Linked DNA regions of Mus musculus: region 1 is linked to region 2. A link is a contact called in public HiChIP or PLAC-seq data. All regions are on one chromosome and are shown on one strand. The core of a region is the stretch at or near the end of the contact, and the rest is flanking DNA. Distances in the headings are between cores, read along the strand shown.

Region 1 (6,337 bases), core at 1,041-3,540, 620 kb after region 2:
AGTGAATCATTTCTGAAGGCCTTAAAAACATTCCAGTTTTCAACTTTCTCCACATACATGTTAAAGTTACTGGTCCTCAGAGCAGTGGTCTTGCTCCCCGGAACCTTGTTAGCCAGTATTGTGTCTGATAGTGATTCGACTACAAACAAAGGATCTTGTAACGTATAGTAGGGATTAATCAGCTTAAGAAGGTTAGACAGACTGGTTAGGATGCCAGTGCCCACAACTTCAACCTGCTGAAGGTGCTTGTGTCTGTGCTGGTATTCTTGTAGGTCTTGGCTTGCTTGCCTAAGCCGGAACGAGGTGGCCTCTAAATCCGCTTGACTCAAGTCAGAGGCTTTCTGGGTTAATTTGGTAATCACCATCACCGACTGACCGATCTCATCCGCTGTGTTCATAGCAAACGTGAGAGACTGTTTGACGAGGTGCTCCAGGAGACGGGCTCTGTCATCTTGAAGTTCCTGCTCCCCTTTTATGTTATTCAAGACAGAAATCACCACATAGGTTAAGTAGCCAGCCTGTAGCCAGTCCTGCTTTTGAAGCAAGGTAGACAACAGTGACGTCGGTTTCATGGTGACGTTGAGCAGCTGTTGTAAAACATCCTTTGAAGAGTCCCTGACAGTAGGTGCCGTCACAGTCGCTTGCAAAGTCACTTGAGAAAATGTCCCTAAGGAGTCATAGACCTGAACATAAAGCCTCACATTGTACTCATCTGTCACCGTACCGACAGGGAGAAAGAAGGCTGGTGTTATCGGCTCTGCCCCTGAATACACCACGGAACCCAGTGTATTCTCTTCTACGGAACTGATCGCGCCAATGCTGTCCAACTCAGATACTATTATTTTATACTTAAGGGGAAGGTTCTCATCCTTAAAATCACTACATTCAACAGCAAATTTAGTAACCATGGAAATCCCACTAGCTGGATTTATCTTGCATTTGCCAACTCGAGGGCCATGGTTAATGACAACGGGATGTCTCAAGGTCGTGGTCATACCACTCCAAGATTTCAGAATCAGGGAAACCCAAACCCTATTTTCCAAAAAATTCCTAAAGGCAAAAGCTTTTATGGACAAATAAGGTCCATTCCTCCTGGTGATTGCTTGCCCTGCCCAGTCAAACATCACTTCATGGCCCGTTAGAGACAAAATGGACCAGCTATACAAATCCTGGCGGCCACAACTTGGGCAGTTCAGAAACAGAGAAAATCTATCTGACACACCTAACGTGGGGCCACAATTTTCAATGCAGGAAATGTGTGCCTTGGGCTGAAGCCCCTGGAGCACGTGTACAGTTTTATCAGAAAATGCAGTTCTGTTTTGCTTCTGTACCACCATTCTGAAGTAATACACACCATTGCCCCTAAGAGTTTTTGGTGGAATGGTTAGTACAGAGCCCACTGCCCAAGGCCAGTTCAGTGAATCCTGCTCTGGGTGGCAGACAGCCTGGTTGATCACTAATACATAGTTGCCACTATAGTATCTTGGATTTGTGGTACAATACCAAAAAAACTGGAGTCCCCATGTGGGGATGTCTGCCTCTGGGTCGTAGGACATGCTTCCATTCAGAATCAGTTCATCGGAGAACTTCACGGTTACTCTGGGGGCTCCAAGAAGAACAGCCTTCAGGGGGCGTTTTCTAACCCAAATGTAGATGATATCCGAGCCTGTCACCGTGGGCCAGGCGAGGTCCCACCTGAAGATGGACAGCGTAAAGTTAAACACATACACCCCGTAAGGCAGGGCATATTTGGGGATGTGGAGGGAGAAACCCTTAGACACTGCCACCTGCGGCAAGAGCACAGGTCGGTTCCAATCAGGGGTGTCGTTCACAGAGGCCACCGAAAAGTACACCCAGCTCTTGCGAATGACCAAGGCATCAGGACAGTACCAACGCACAGTGATATTGAGGGTGGCTTCCTCGTCTCTGCTCAGGATAAGGGGAGCGTTCTGGTCCTTCCTGTTGATCTTCACTGGCTGCATGATACAGGGGGCCGTCTGGCAGGACACGTTAGCCTTGGCGGCTGCGGGGTCCGAAGAGTTGACTTTCAGGAGGACGCGTGCAGCTGCGCCCGAGGGACACCTACGGGGCGGCGTAGGGCTGGCGTGGCGCGGGGCTGCACGCGGGGACAGGCCCCCGGTGTCACCGCCCCGGACGCTGCTCTCCGCGCCCTGCCCCAACCCCGGGGCGCCCCTGAGCACGCCCGGCAGCCCGCGAGGGCCGGTGGGTGGCGGCTGGCTGCCTAGACCCAGGCCCAGGCCCAGGAGCAGCAGCGCGGGGCCCGGCCACATGACTCCCCGCCAGGAGCTGCCGGGCGCAACGGCCGTGACGCTGGGCTGGGCCGCGAGCGAGCGTACCGGGAGGGGATGGGCGCGCAGCTCGCCGCGGGGCAGGGGCAGCGTGCTCCGCCACTCCGGAATAAGGCGGTTCACCCGAGGTGTGGGTTCTCTCGGGGACAGTACACTCTCAGGGACAGTGGGGTTCCCAGGGCTAGTGAGTTTAAGGGACAGTATGTTCCCAGGGGCGGTGGGTCCCAAAGGGCAGTGAGTTCCCAGGAACAGTGGGCTCTCAGGGTCATCAAGGATCTCAGGACCAAGGAGAACCACACACAAGGAGAACGTGGGAAGTCACAGAACAATGGGTTTCCAGAGAAGTGGAGATTCTCAGGACCAAGAAGGACATGCTAAGGACAGCAGCATCTCCAGGAAGGTAGGTGCAAGGTAGGTCACTATACACTAGGCGGCAGAGGGGCTCAAGACTGTTTCCAACCACCTCTTTCTTCCCATACTGATGGATCTACTCCAGGATCAGGCCTTGCTAAATGAGTTTAATCCCGTGCTCTGCCGCCCCACCCCCTTCTTTTCTTCTTTTTAAAACTGGACACACCAAGAAAACTTCTTAGCAGAAATTCCTCTCCCACGGGAAAACCGGTTCCAAAATAATGAAGTCTGGAGGGCCTTGCCAGCCCCCTCAGACCAGTGCAGGGATATCTGACACTTGGTTGTTTGGGGAAAGGGGGCGTGGAGGTGGGGTTGTTGGTTAGGTTTGGGTTGGTTGTTATTGGTTTGGTTTGTTTTTTCCCTTTCCTTCACTTTTAAATGTATTGTTTGCTTATTTGTTTGTTTGTTTGTTTGTTTATTTGTTTGTTTTAGACTGTGTCAACTGGAGATTCTTCAGCTTCAGCCTCTTAGGTGGTAGATCACAAGTGTGTACTACCTAACCTAGCTAAAAAGAACGAACCTAGCTAAAAAGAACTGTGTAGTTTAAAAGGGAGAAGTTACTGAAGATCAAACCTTGGGTCTCCAGGAATGATGGCCATACCCCTGAGCTGCAGCCGAGGCTCTAGTTTCCTAACTTGACATTTTGGCTCAAAGATGGAGCCTTTCGTCCTAGTCCTCCTCCTCCTCCTCCTCCTCCTCCTCCTCTTCCTCCTCTTCTTCCTCCTCTTCTTCCTCCTCTTCTTCCTCCTCTTCCTCTTCTTCTTACTTCTTCCTTCTCCTACTGTGTTTAAAACTATAAAGTCCCTACTATACAGTATTTAAGTACATCCTACACGCTTATTGTATTTTTGGCCATCTTTCCTTTAAAATATTTCTAATTCTCCTAGTATTTTGTTTGTACCCGTATATTCCAAAGGGTGTTGTTAGTTGCAAGCATTTGGAGTTCATGTAGAACTCTTGTGGCGCTGGAGAGATGACCTCTGTTCTTCCAGAGGTCCTGAGTTCAATTCCCAGCAACCACATGGTGGCTCACAACCATCTGTAATGGGATCTGATGCCCTCTTCTGGTGTGTCTGACACACCAGTGTACTCATACATAGAATAAATAAATAAATAAATAAATAAAAAGAAATCTTGTGCTTATTGATCTCTAATTAACAATGCTATGATTAGAGAATAGGTCCAGAATGATTTTTAGTCATTTTTATTTATGACTTGCCTTAATGGCCACCCTGGAGTCCTTCTTGTTATACATTCTGTGTGAACTTAAAAGGAAGATGTGTGTTGTTGTTAGGGTTCATCCTAAGACCTCCTTCAGACCCTCTACCACTGAAATCTATTTCCCAGTCTTTAAAAATAACCTCTTTTAATTTTGAGACAGAGTCTTGCTAAGTTTCTCAGGCTGGTCTTGAACCAGTTGATGTGCCTGCTGAGTAGTTGGCTTGCACTACATTCTAACTTAAATTATAATATCACACCTTAGAGAGCCTGATCAAACGCAGACGGTTGGTAGTGGTACTTCCATCTTCCATGTCCTTCCTGAGGTTTTGACTAGCGTTATAATCTCCAGGTGAAACTTAATCTCCTACCTAGGCAGTGCAAAGTTCTGGTTCAAACTTCCCTTCTGACATTTCTCACTGCGCATTCTTGGGACTCTGTCAGTTGACGAGTATATGTGTCTTTGGGCTGATGTCTTCTTGATAGATTGCCCTTCATGTCACTATGAAATGTGTCTATCTGGTAACAAGCTTTGTCTCGAGTCTGTTTTAGCTAAGCAGCCAACAGAGCCACTTGCGCTTCCTTCCTATGTGAGCATCTCTCGCATTCTTGCTTGCCATGTTTAATAGAGGTTTGTTTTTTGCTGTCACTGTTGGCTTCTAGTTGAAGTTTTTAAACCATCACCATCTATGTGCCAATTTTGATAAGTATTGGTATTGACTATTAAGGGTTTCCCTTTTCTTCTCTGCATGATTTATTTGTGTATGTGGGTAGATACACACCACAGTGCACATACTTTGGAGAGAGGACAACTTGCAGGAGCCAGTTCTCTCTCTCTCCATCATGGGGGTTCAGGCTGTCAGGTTGGCTAATAAGCACCTTTAACCCCTCTCACTGGCTCACTTTTGTGTGCTTCCTTAATTCAGTTAACGCTCTCCGATAACGTTTGGACACCAGCGTTTTCCTACAGCCTTGGTCTCAATTCTCAGGGAGAGCCCACGGCAGTGAGGGTGAGGAACATTACTTAGGCCATCGAACACTGGAACCTTCTGCCTCTGTTTCCCAGATGCTGGGGAAGAGGCCAACGGTGGAGAACAGTGCATTTGGGGGTGGAGGGGCACGTGACCCACTGCCATCAGTCAGGGAATGAAATCGTGAGCTAGATCCTAACTGTGGGCGTTTACCTGACTTACACCGGGGAAAGTTCATCCCCTTCATTTACTAATGTACACCACTGGTGAGAACTTTTTAAAGTTATTCATTTATTTTATGTTTGTGTGTACACTATTGCTGTCTTCAGATGCCAGAAGAGGGCATCGGATCCCATTACAGATGGTTGTGAGCCACCATGTGGATGCTGGGAATTGAACTGGGGACCTCTGGAAGAGCAGTCAGTGCTCTTCACCGCTGAGCCATCATCTCTCCAGCCCAAGGGTGAGAACTTAAATATATGCTCTACTGGAACCTGGTGTGCTTGATTGCCTATAGAAACCATTGTTGGGTTTGGGGTGGAAGCTGAGAAAACTCACTTCAGATACGGAAGCTTAAAAAAATGAAAAGCTTTATTTCTTGAGCTCTCAGGAAAGCAGCCAGTTCGGGTTCTGACTTCATCCCCCGGGGGGAAATTGTACAACATTTTCAAAGGATGGGAACACAAAGTATGGAGGGAGCTGGGGATGGGGGTACGCTGTAGTATTATCCAATTGTATTTTGACACTATGGGTTAAGCAAGAAAGTATCGGTTGGAGACTGGGTTTTAATCCTGGGCAACTTGGCTTCAAGGTTCTTAATTCAATTTCTTCCTAGAATCTCTTCTGGAACTCAGAGTGATAAGGGGACAAAGGATCAGGCCAGCTGCGTGTAGTTAATTAGGGCATACAGGCAATTGCTTACATACGTTTTAATATATATAACACATGCACCTTGGTTTAGATAACAGCAATTTCTAAATTCTTTACCGGTTCACAGACAACTAAGATAATATTGGGAGAAATGGGAGAGGTGTTTGTTCTTAGGCCTGGGAATATGAACTTGTTTGACTCTGCCAGGAAGATGGAGAAGTTGTCCCTGAGATGTCTGGTCTCAGACAACTGTTCACAACAGAAGCTGTTCAGCTGCAGGGACGTCCCCAGCTCCCCGAGAGCCTGGGATCTTGAATTTAGTTTCTCCCTGTGATTAAATGGAGTCTGCAAATGAAACGGTAGCACTTAGAATACGCTCCTTTCACTTGCTCCCAACACCATTTGGCAAAGTCATTGGATTTACAGAAGAAATGTTGGCATTGAATCAAGTCTTTACATTATTTCTTAAAGCGTTTATTCAAAGGATCTAGAGGTTGTTCCCCACTATTCAATGGGCCATTGTTTAAGTATTAAGACTCTAACAGGCTGTCAAGGTGC
Region 2 (5,901 bases), core at 175-2,674:
ATGTAGCTGAGGGGATGGCCGTAAGCTTCTGAGCCTCGGGCTCTCATCTCTTGACTGCTGGAATGATAGCTTTTGCCAGGACACCTGCTTTATGTGCGGTTGGGGATCTGACTCGGTGCTTTGCACATGCTCAGAGAGCATTCTACAACCTGGATTGCGCTTGAGCTGTGCCTCACTTCTGGGAGGCCTCCTGAACTGAACTCAGTCAGCAGGCTCTTCCTCCAGCCTCCCTGGTCTCTCTGCAAACCTCTGGCTTCTCGCATCTTTTGAAAGGAGGTTTCACTTAAAGATAGCTAAACACAGTGGTGCACGCCTGTAGACTGAGCTACTTAGGAGGAGCTACCTAGGAGGAAGTGGGGGGTCACTGGAGTCCAGGAGGTCAAGGCTAGCCTGGGCAACAGAGCATGATGCCCCCTTCTCGAATTAAAACAGAAGGGCATATTTCGTAAATGAACACCCTGGTAAGTTTCCACACGCTGACTATGTTAAGGGACCTACTCCTCAGCTGCTGCCGCTGCCTCTACTCTGCCCAGGAACACCAGTCTCCTAACCTCTGACCCGCTCTGTCCTTTCTACAAGGAGACCTACACAGCCAAAGTTCATCTGTGGTTGGTCCCACTCTGCACCTTCCGAGTTTAAGGTCCTAGTGTGTGATTACGCCCCTGAGTATTCATTCACTGTGGAGGATGTTGGATGACTCCCACTGGACATTATGGACGGTCTATCTAGCGCTAGTCTGTTTGCAGATATGCACAATTATTCCAGCGGAGCCTAATCCCTGCGTTTGAATTGCTTGTCCCACGCAATCAGCTAACTGGGGTCCTATGGTCCTCCAAATTTACCTGTAGTGGGTTTGTTTTTACTTTAATCTTGTTGTTTGTATTTCCGGACAGTGTTTGTCTGTGTATCCCTGGCTGTCCTGGAACTCGATCTACAGAACTAGCTCAGGAGATTTTCCTGCCTCTGCCTTTGGAGTGTTGGGCGTGTGCCATCACATCCAGTTGAAAGTCTAAATTTTTTTGCATTTATTTATATTACATGAATGCTGGAAATTTGAGCTCAGGTCCTCTTGTCTTCACAGCAAGTGTCTTATCCACTGAGCCATCGAGCGAGCCATTTTCCCAGCTTTTAAAAAAAAAATTTTATTGTTCTTTTTTTTTTTTTTAAATAAATCAGAGAGTCCTCTAAACTGTCTGGCGGCTGCCAGGGAGTCTACACAAGCAGGCTTCTGCTGGTCTAGCCTACGGCTGCCCGCTATCCTGACAATTTAGGTTAGACACTTTTCACGTGACTTTCTGCCTGTAGGTGGGTGGCACGTCTCTGAGCTTTGCGCTCTGCCTGCATCCCCGCAGGAGAGTCTGGGTGGCGGCGTGCTCCAGCTGCGCAGTGCTGAAGGGAGGGTCCCCGCGGGCCCCGCCCCCGCCGCGCCTCCTCCGGGCGGGATAATTGAACGCGGCGCGCAGGAGCCTCGCGTTGGCTGCCCAGGCCTGGCTCGAGCGTGTAGCCGCTGCCCGCCGTGCCTTTGTCCGCCGCCGGAGCCCGCCAGCCCCATGGAGCGCCCCGTGCCGTCGCGCCTCGTCCCGCTGCCGCTGCTGCTGCTCAGCAGCCTCTCGCTGCTGGCAGCCCGAGGTAGGGGAGCCCCGGGCCCACGGCCCCGCACTAGGTCCCCACCCAGGCCCCAAGCTCCCTGGAAGTTTGCAGCCCCCGATGCTCCGGAGCGCGCGCTGCACCCAGGGGTCATCGCACGGTCCCCAGAGCTGCGTGGAATCCAGGCCCACGACCCCCCCCCCCCAATACTTCCGGCTCGGCTCCAATGCCCTCCTCACTAGGGGGACTTGCTTTAAATCTTTAACCTTCCAAACAGATCCTCCTGCGGGTTCACGAAGCCGGGTCCTCTGTTGGTGAAGGCAGATCGCCTGCTGGGCCGTGGGGGTGGGAAGTGCTCTGTACTGGAAGTAACTTTAGTGCATCTTTTAAACCGCCTCCAACCCCTACCCTCGGGGGTGGGGGTGGGAGGTGGGTGCGGGAGGAACTACTGCACCCATTTTGCCCCTGAACAAACTGAGACAGGAAGACAGAGATGGGGGCAGAAAGAAAACAGAAAATAGAGAAACATCCCAGAGGTTTGGGAGCTGGCCACCTCTTCCCTGCTGGTTCACCGTAGTAGCAGATTAGTGGCCCAGAATCACGTCCCCAGTACAGGAAACTTAGAATGGAGTAGGGTCCACCTAGGCTGTACTTTTCTCAGTCCAAAAGCTGCAAGGCCTGACGCAAGCACTTTACCTGTCTATCAGAGAAGCAATGGGGTTGTAAATCTATGACCTTTAACCTCTTGTGATTAAGGGGTTCTCAGAGCCAAGCCTGGCCCTCCTGGAGTCTTTGTTTCTGCAGGGGGCCCTAGATCCACACCACCTTCTTGATCTCTTATTCTTTATTCCTGGGTTAGCTTAGTTTCTTTTGAACTCTCTGACCCTTTTAGTCAAAAGGTCACTGGTTGTGATAACTAACGACTGGGAGGAGTCTTAGAGAGAGGCAGAGGGGAGGGAGAAGGGGCTGGCTGGTCCTGAATCCTGGAGGAGTTCTGGCTGTTCCGGGCACTGGCTACAGCCTTGGCACATCTTGGGTCACTTCTCAGTGTAGGAGACAGGGTGGGTAGGCTCATAGGCCTGAGTTGGTGCCAAGAGCTTTGCAGCCCCTCAGAGTTCAGGGAGGCTTCTTGGAGCAGATTGTGTGCTTGGACCAGAGATGGTGAGGTGGGTCTGTGGGCCAAAGAAGGCATTTGAATCCCTGCCAGGGAGAGTGAAAACCAGAGAGGACTTTTAATAAGGGAGGAGGCACACCCGTTGCAAATGGCAGGGACCTCTGATACCCCCATATTGCTGCAGAAAGGAGACAGGTGGAAAGATGTGGTACTCAGAGTCGTGTCTCCTAGAGTCACTCAGGCCCATTTTGTGGCTTGTAGGGGAAGCTGCCTTGAGTTTGGTTAGTTCAGTTTGGTATGATCTTAGAAAAGGGTTTGAAGCTGCTTGGTCCCTTCCTGCAGCCTGTAGCAAGGCCAGGAGACCCTGATCTCAGGCCCCAGAGAGCTGTGGGGTGGGCGAGAAAGCTGACATCTAAAAAGGACCTTAGGGAAGCCAGCCCAGCAGAGTACCCTGTTGGCCATTCACTTGTCCCCCATTGGCTGTGTATATATTTGTATATATATGCAGAAGAGCCCTGATTTTTTTCTTGCTAAGGGACAGAGTCAGCCCATGACTGTCCTGTGACTATCTGTCCTGTTGGGCTTGGCTGCCTCAGGACCAGCTGAGGGTGTAGGGAGCAGACGGGGTGTAGGGGGGTGGGGAGGTGTTGGGAGAAACAGTTGTGTTTTCTCCAAGGCTTTCTTGGCCTCTGGCTCCAGCTTGCAGTTTCCGACTGATTAAAAGAAAAGTCCTGTTGGGAGGGAGAACAAAGGCCCTGAGCCCTTGGCAGAAACATGTGGCTGTGAGCTGAGCTCCTGGAACTTTCCCAGTCAGGAGGTGGAGACTGGAGGCAGGAAGATGGGGCTGGGGGTTGGGAGAACCCCTGGGGGTGGGGGGCGCAGCACTGAGACCTCCAGGGCTTAAAGTTATGAATTCTAGAGTTGCAGTTTTTGTGTTGGTGTGTCTGTGCCCACTCCACCCTCCAACCCCCTCCCACGGTGAAGGGGAGAAGTCCCACTGTGAAGGTGAGAAGTCTGCTCCCTGCTCCCCAGCTCGCTCATCAGATTACCCGGGTACCTAGTGCTTTGGAAACCAGTTTTCCTATCTGGAGAAAAATCCAGTGGAATGGCTGGGCGGTTCCCAGTTTGTAAAACACGATAACAGATTCCCGCTTGTTAGGTTGCTTTAAGGGTTAAGGAAGAGAGCTAAGCAGCTGGAGAGCCCTTTTTGTCCATGCTTCGGAACTTCAAACTCTTCCTGAAGGAGCCCCAAACAGGCAGCCCTGGTGGTGAAGGGCATGCAGAAGCCTTCACTAAATAGGCACTGAGGGACAGCACAGCGCCAGATGCTGAGGTTTCCCGGATGTGGCAAGGGATGAGACAGATTCACCCTTTCCCTTCGTGTGGTTCGTAGCTTCCAGGAGATCAGATAAACAAGCCAAGCCTTAATGGTTGGGTCGGGGGAGACTTTCTGGAGGAGGCAATGTGCACCCGTGGTGTTTATCTCAATGTTTGCTGGGGGTGGGGTGGGGGTAGGGGGAGGTGGGGGGGGGGAGTGTGCATTTCTGGCAGGAGAAAGAGCCTGAGCAAAGTCCTGTTGGCAAAAGATAACTTGCGCGTCTTAGTCATTTTTCAATTGCCATGAAAAAACACTATGACCAAGGCAAATTATAAAAGAAAACATTTACCTTGGGGATCAAGGTTTCAGAGAGTTAAAGAGTCCATGGTAATGGTGTGGAGTATGATGGCAGGCAGGCACGGTGCTGGAGATATAGCTGAGAGCTTCCTTTTAATCCACAAGCAGGAGGAGGTAGGGGGTGAGGAGGGAAGGGAGAGGGAGCCAGAGAGAGCTAACTGGGAATGGTATGGACTTTTAAAACTTCAAAGCCCACTACTCCCAGTGACACACCTCCAACAAGGCCACACCTCCTAATCCACCAACTGGGGACCAAGTATTCAAATATATGAATCTATGAGGGCCATTCTCATTCAAACCACCACAATGAGATAACCAGGAACATATAGGGGCTCTCTGCCCTACCCTTGTGCTTGGGGAAGCCACTCCTTGAAGGTCCAGTAACCCAGGCAAAAGGCATAATGGACAGCCATCTTTGCAGGTAACACTTTGGGCAACAGTTCCCAAAAGGCACATGAGATTTTACCAATGCACTTTGTTTTTTAGGTTTGTTTATTTTTAACTTTGATCTGTGTAAGAGTTTTGCCTGCATGTATGTGCACCATGTATGTGCAGTACCTGGGACGACCAGAAGAGGGCATCAGATTCTTCCTGGTACTGGAGTTCCAGATAGGTGTTAGCTGCCACGTGGGTTCTGGGAACTAAACTCACATTCTGGGCAAGAACTCCCAATGCTTTTATCTTCTAAGCCATCTTTCCAGCCCGGAACCCCCATCCCAGTGTATTCTATCCTACAAAAGACTTTCCTTTTGTGAAATATCACATTGTAGCAATTTGATTAATAGCTGCTTTGACATAGTGTGTGTGTGGGTCCAATTTCTTTGAAATGATCTCAGCTATGGCTGTGTAACAAAACAGGATGGGAGAAAAGGAACTTTTTCAAAATCCCGGTAAGGCATCTGCCCCACTTAGGGCAAGCAGAGGTGCTGTTTCCTAAGCTGGACAGGCCTCACCTCCTTTCACCCCAGGCTGGTCCTGAGTAAGGTGGGGTCAGTGATGGAGCTGGTGGGTGTAACTCCAGCGGTCTGTGTGTTTCCAGGGGGTGTATTTGGGCGATCTCACCCCAAAAGAGGGTAGGGGGAAGCTAGACTCGGTTTTGAAAGTGGCTCAAGATGGTAAGTGGCCCAAGCCTCTATTTCTCGATGTCAGTCAACTTCACTGGTTAATGCTGTTCTGGGCCATTAGGCTAACGGAAGTGACTCCCATCCAAGAGCTGACAGCCCTGTGAGGTATGTGACCCAGTATTTTTCCTGGGTCTCTTTTTACTTTCAGTCTTCTCACCTACTGGAGTTAAGACAGACTGAGTTTTGCTACATGTGTGAAGTCTTGCCTTTCCTTTTGACTTGAAAATTCTCTTGGGAAACTCCATCACTAAGAGTCAGTACTGCCTGTAGTTTGACTGAGAGTGGCTGTGGGATACTACTATCCCTTGACAGAATGGATGCAGGACACTAGCCCTGGACCCTGCTTCACCTAGAGGACCTGGTAGCATGCATGCCACATACCTCCTCACAGAGGACTCTGT

Evidence for each region. HiChIP or PLAC-seq counts read pairs in DNA pulled down with a chosen protein or histone mark.
Region 1: an H3K27ac HiChIP or PLAC-seq map of embryonic stem cells shows a contact between it and region 2, with 3 times the contacts expected there. The contact joins the promoter of Pkdrej here to the promoter of Fbln1 in region 2. A contact is called at or near these places in 1 of 484 Hi-C or Micro-C datasets (cortical neurons) and 3 of 115 datasets of contacts at active chromatin or transcription factors (embryonic stem cells and pancreatic cancer cells).

The regions. Positions count from the first base shown.
Region 1 is chr15:85,819,443-85,825,779 of GRCm38.p6, forward strand. It overlaps Pkdrej (polycystin (PKD) family receptor for egg jelly), which reads right to left and starts at 2,291. Exons shown (of 1, transcript NM_011105.2): 1 at 1-2,291. The coding sequence starts at 2,291.
Region 2 is chr15:85,204,584-85,210,484 of GRCm38.p6, forward strand. Fbln1 (fibulin 1) reads left to right here and starts at 1,425. Exons shown (of 17, transcript NM_010180.2): 1 at 1,425-1,629. The coding sequence starts at 1,551.